Linked DNA regions of Sus scrofa: region 1 is linked to region 2. A link is a contact called in public Hi-C data. All regions are on one chromosome and are shown on one strand. The core of a region is the stretch at or near the end of the contact, and the rest is flanking DNA. Distances in the headings are between cores, read along the strand shown. Region 1 overlaps SPECC1L (cytospin-A). Region 2 holds the start of SPECC1L (cytospin-A).

What was found. A called contact is a pair of places that touch in the nucleus more often than the background predicts.
Region 1: a contact with region 2 is called in a Hi-C map of adipose tissue, with 4 times the contacts expected there. The contact joins the enhancer-like site here to the promoter of SPECC1L in region 2. A contact is called at or near these places in 4 of 5 promoter capture datasets (fetal skeletal muscle, liver and skeletal muscle), 25 of 47 Hi-C or Micro-C datasets (adipose tissue, alveolar macrophages, blood and 13 more) and 2 of 2 datasets of contacts at active chromatin or transcription factors (alveolar macrophages and skeletal muscle).

The regions. Positions count from the first base shown.
Region 1 is chr14:49,379,783-49,382,482 of Sscrofa11.1, forward strand. It overlaps SPECC1L (cytospin-A), which reads left to right. Exons shown (of 16, transcript XM_021073804.1): 5 at 532-739. Among named protein-coding and RNA genes, the nearest start is that of SPECC1L, 48 kb to the left of the region's middle. Within about 2 kb of position 1,434, at least 6 of the 83 cell types and tissues checked have an H3K27ac peak or open chromatin away from gene starts, as enhancers often do. A contact at or near this core is called in adipose tissue, alveolar macrophages and omental adipose tissue, where this site is marked.
Region 2 is chr14:49,331,551-49,334,352 of Sscrofa11.1, forward strand. SPECC1L (cytospin-A) reads left to right here and starts at 1,387. Exons shown (of 16, transcript XM_021073804.1): 1 at 1,387-1,553.

The DNA.
Region 1 (2,700 bases), core at 184-2,683, 48 kb after region 2:
CTCCTGTGCCACAGCAGGAACTCCTAAATGTTAATTTTTTAAGTGAGGACTTTAAAGAGGTACAGTAAAGGAGATTTGTTCGAGCATATAGGTTGGGGGCCGTTATGAACTAACACTTTGACAATGACAATATTTGAGAATTTTTTGTTTCCATTTTTAATTTGATATTGAAAGTGTCACAAATCAGACATCATTTTTGTTGGAAAGCATGTTAATCATTAATCAGATGTATGCCTTCAGTCCAAACTTTGGGGAAGGGAAGATGTGTAAAATTTTCTCATGAATAATGTAGTTCAGTTCAGTGGTATGTCCATATAATTTCAATGAGTGATGTAGCAGCAGATGTAGTGCTGAAGTGTGTCGTGTCAAGTCCTATTTTTGGAGAGTGCCTTCTGTATAGTTGTTACACAGGTCGCTCTCGCTCACACAGCCACTCACACTCGGGTTCCAGCTAAAACAGTGGGTACCTACGTCCTAGGAATTATCTCAGAACAACTCATTTCTCTGATTGGCACCATCCGTTTTACATAGGTAGAAGATGAATACCGAGCCTTCCAGGAGGAAGCTAAGAAGCAGATAGAAGATTTGAATATGACATTAGAAAAGTTAAGATCAGAGCTGGAAGAGAAAGAGACAGAAAGGAGTGACATGAAAGAAACGATCTTTGAACTTGAAGACGAAGTGGAACAGCACCGGGCAGTGAAGCTTCATGACAACCTCATCATCTCTGACTTAGAAAGTAAGTGTTGTCCTACACATTTTTGCATATGGGAGGAGTCTGTGTTCAGTATCAGGATGACAGTGGGGCTTCTGATGGGACAGAGGTTCATGGCAAGAGCTTGGTGGCCAGCAGACACGCACGTGTGGTGGGTGATGTTTCCACGGCCATGCCATCTTCCAGCTGCTTTTTGTTCCTAAAGAACTGTTTGAGTGGAGCATGGCTTTACAGTTCTGTGTAATAATGAAAAATCATTTAAATGAAAAGCTAGTGGGGGAAATTACTGTTGTGGCTCAGCAATAATGAGCCCAACTAGTATCCTTGAGGATATGGATTTAATCCCTGGCCTTGCTCGGTAGGTTAATGATCCGGTGTTGCCACAAGCTGTGATGTAGGTTGCAGATGTGACTTGGATCCCATGTTGCTGCGGCTGTGATGCAGGCCGGCAGCTGTAGCTCCCATTGGACCCCTAGCCTGGGAACATCCATGTACCACGGGTTCGGCCCTAGAAAGACCTCCCCCCCAAAAAGAATTGGTGGGAAACAGAAATTTGCATGATCTTAAAATGTCTTTCCACAGACTGTTATGTTTTAAATGACGAAAAAGAAGCAATCAGAAATTATACAGTGGAACAATTAGGCAACACTGTGACTGGGTGATTGTGTAAGTGATAGAGGCATATGGTTATCACTAGGCCATATTCTGGCTGAGGCATAACTTCAATTACTCATAAAGAAACATTGGGTGTTCCCTGGTGGCCTAGCAGTTAAGGACTTAGCAGTGGCTCTGTTTCGATCCCTGGCCCAGGAATTTCTGCATGCCACAAGGAGCAGCCGAAGGGGGAAAAAAAATTGTAAAGGAACATTAAACAGATAAAAAATGAGGAATGTTGTACTAAAAGCCCAGGAATGAGTGGTGCTATATTCCTCAAAATGCCAGTGTCGTAAAAGACAGAGGCTGAGGAAAAAGTTCCAGGCTAAGGAGGCAATATGTTCAGCCCCTGTGCCTTACTGGCTTCAGTGCTGCCAGGAGTTGCTATAAAGGGCAAGGTGACAGAGTTGGAGTGTGGGTGGGAGATTAGATAAACATATCATGTCAGTATGCATTTATGAAGTCAATAACCAAACTGTGTGTGTATTCTTAGGAACCACACACTGAAAGATGCGGGACCATCATGTGTATCCTTAAAGGTTAGGAAAAAGTTAGGGATAAATACAGGCAAACAGACAGGGATCAGAGATAATAAATGATAAATGGTAAACTGATAACAATAAGATCTGAGTAAAAGGTATATGGATATTCCTTGGTATTATTTCGTGCATCTTTTTGTAAGTTTGAAATTATTTCTACATAATACAGTTATGTAGAGTTCTCAAATGTTAACAGATTTTATATTGTAATGTGCTTTAATATGATAGCCTGGAGGGGACAGGGAGAATGGGGGTAAACTTTTTGGTTGCTGTGGTAACAGCTTTTCAAACTTGTGGTTCATGATACTGCTCCTTTGAGTGCTAACAGTTTATTCTACCTCGACAGAGGGTTGATAGGCGCATACGGCATGCAGCCAGATCCCATGTGCTGTGGATGCAGATGAAAGGTTCGAACTATTTCCAGGAGACAGTCACTTGCAGGAGCCCTGACCATGTCTAGTGGAGGTTCTGAGTTCTGGCTAGATAATTAGCCCAGCATCTATAGATTCACCCCAGGGTTATTCAAAATATTCCAAGGTATCTGGCTACTGAAGTAGTGGATTGTGGGACTGTATTTCTTAGAGACATAGGGGTGAACTGTTTCATCTAAAGTTTTTTTTTTTTAATTGTTTTTATTATTTATTTATTTTGATTTTTTGTCTTTTTGCCATTTTCTTGGGCCGCTCCTGCGCCATATGGAGGTTCCCAGGCTAGGGGTCCAATCGGAGCTGTAGCTGCCAGCTTATGCCAGAGCCACAGCAACATGGGATCTGAGCTGCATTTGCGACCTGC
Region 2 (2,802 bases), core at 137-2,636:
TGAATTGGCTTGGGTCACTGCTGTGGCATGGGTTCAATCCCTGGCCTAGGAAACTTCTGCTTGCCACAGGCAGGGCCAAAAAAAAAAAAAAAAAAAAAAAAAAAAAAATCAGAGAATCACATGAACAACTTTATGCTGATGAATTTGAAGACACCAACAAACAGACACTTTCCTGCGAAAACTTAGTAAAAATGACACAGGAAGAAACAGAAATTCTATCTAGATATAGAACCATTAAAGAAATGTGCTGGAGTTCCCGTCGTGGCGAATCCGACTAGGAACCATGAGGTTGCGGGGTCGGTCCCTGCCCTTGCTCAGTGGGTTAACGATCCGGCGTTGCCGTGAGCTGTGGTGTAGGTTGCAGACGCGGCTCAGATCCCGCGTGGCTGTGGCTCTGGCGTAGGCCAGTGGCTACAGCTCCAATTCGACACCTAGCCTGGGAATCTCCATATGCCGCAGGAGCGGCCCAAAGAAATAGCAAAGACCAAAAAAAAAAAAAAAAAAGAAATGTGCTTAGTTTAAAATTTGCATCCTGTCTCCTCCAAAATCTCATAACAAACACAACCAAAGAAAAACACAAAGCCTGCATGACTTTATAGGCAAATTCAGCAAACATTAAAAAAACAAAAAATTCTGATCTTATTCAAAATCTTCCAGATAAAGCAGAAAACAGAAGTCTCTTTAACTCATTGTAAATTTATTATGATTTACCCTAAATCAGACATGGTCAGTACAAGAAAGCAAAAGTATAGGCCAATGTCACTTGTGGACATACATGCAAAAATGCTAAATAAAATATTAACAAATAATTCAGCAATATATGAAAAGTACATCAAGACCAAGTTGTCTTTTTCCTAAATTACTGAAATGATATGATAAAAATCTATTAATGTACTTCAAATCATCAAAGGAAAAAAATCCTAAAAGATAATCGTGACCTAACAGAACTTCCTTGATAAAGAACGTTTAGCCTCATGTTTTGGAAGGCCCACTTCTTTATTGCCTGTATGTCTAGCTCATGTGCAGCACCGTTCTTGGCACGCTGTTGTACATGCTGCGTGAAAGGTGGACCTCTGGGCTGAGCTGAGCCTCTGGGATAATGGGGACCTAACGCATCATACAGGTGGGTCCAGCGAAGCCTCAGGAGCGTCCTCCAACCGGAGGGCCCGCTTCAGGCCTGATGCATGCGCACTGATTGCTCGAGCCTTTTTTTTTTTTTTTTTTTTTTGGCTCGCAGCTGAATGGTACGGCGCCTGCGCAATCCAGAAATTGGAGCAACCCAAGCAGAGTGGGCGGTGCTTCAGGGCCTGAGCGGCGAAGGACGTGGGCGTGGTCTGATCGGCACCTGCGCACTCTTCGGCCGCCTTGTGGGACGGGCAAGGGGCGTGCCGAGGGCGGGGGCCGTGAGGGAGGCTGGGCGGGCCTGGTGGACGGCGCGGCTGGGTTGGCTGCTTCCCTGAGGCCGGACTCAACGGATTCCGGCCGCGCCACCGGGCGACCTCGCCGCCCGGCCCCATCCCGGAGCCAGAGAGCGAGCGAGGCGGCGCCGCGCGGTAAGAGTCGGGGCCGAGCTCCCCCACAGTGTGCGCGGCCGGCGCGTTCCTCTCCTCAGCGCCGCCCGCGCGGCCAGGCCCCGGCGGCCCCGCAGACCCCGGCGGCCCGCGCCTGCGCGGTCCCCTCGCGGGCCCCCAGCCCGGCGCTCGCCTGCGCCTGCGCTTACCTCGCTAGCCCCCAGGCCTCGCGGGACCCCGGGCCTTCCGCGCCCCGACCCCCGTCCGCCCGCGACTCGGCTGCTTGGGACTCAGCTGGTTCTGCGCCTTTGCCCGCCGGTCCTCTCCCTCGCGGCCGGGAGAGGCCCGGGCCGCCGGCCCGTAGCCCCTGGCCCCTTAGACTCTGGTCCCTTCTTCTCTGGTTCTCTGGCCCCGGGCCCGAGGACGCGGCGGGCGGCGGACCCGGGCCTCCTGCGGGCTCCGCTTCCCCCATCCGCCGTGCTCCCAACCCGCGCCCCGCTCCGCGGGCCGGTCAGCAGGAGCAGGCGTAGTGTCCCTTTTTCCCGAGACCTGGTTAATTGAATCAGGTTGGCTGTGTGAATAACCTTGTGTTGTGCCGCGGAAATTTTGCATTTCCCGCAGTTTGGTCATTGTGTGGCTTCAGTGGTTACGTTTAAGACATCAGAGTTCGTTGGAGGGCAGCTCCGCTGGAGATGACTGGAAAAGAAATCAGTTTCTGCATAGTTTCGGCCTGCTTTCACGACCAAGTAAGAATTCCTGTGATCATTCAAATGCAGAGAATCTTGATTTGTTGATGCCCTTGGTAATTCGCCGGCAAGTAGGCGAGGACCCAGGGAAAATTCCCATAAATTCTCTTGTCCTGTATCGATTACAGAGAAAACGTGTGTGTTGTTAAAAGGGGGGGGGGAAATCTCCAGCCATTGAGATGTTTTGTAAGTTTGCAACAGATACACGAAACTAAAAAATGTTGTGCAGAACCCTATAGCGTTTGTTATCACCCTGCGGGCCGAATATTGAGATGAAATCAGAGTGTTGGGCTCGGTAGATATCAGCAGACATCACCATTATACGGGCAGGTTATCAAATAGCCAAATCGATGCAGAAGGGTATATGGAGTAAGAAGAAATAGGGTATTGACCTGGATAGGATTTTTTCCATAAAGAGATGGCTGACCCAATCATCTTTTCTCTTTAAGTCTCCCTTTCTTCTTTGATTTAGTGTTCTCCAAGCAGAGTCTTTAAAGACTCAGCAACTTGATGGCTGGAAAATGCTTCTTAGTTGCCTGTGCATA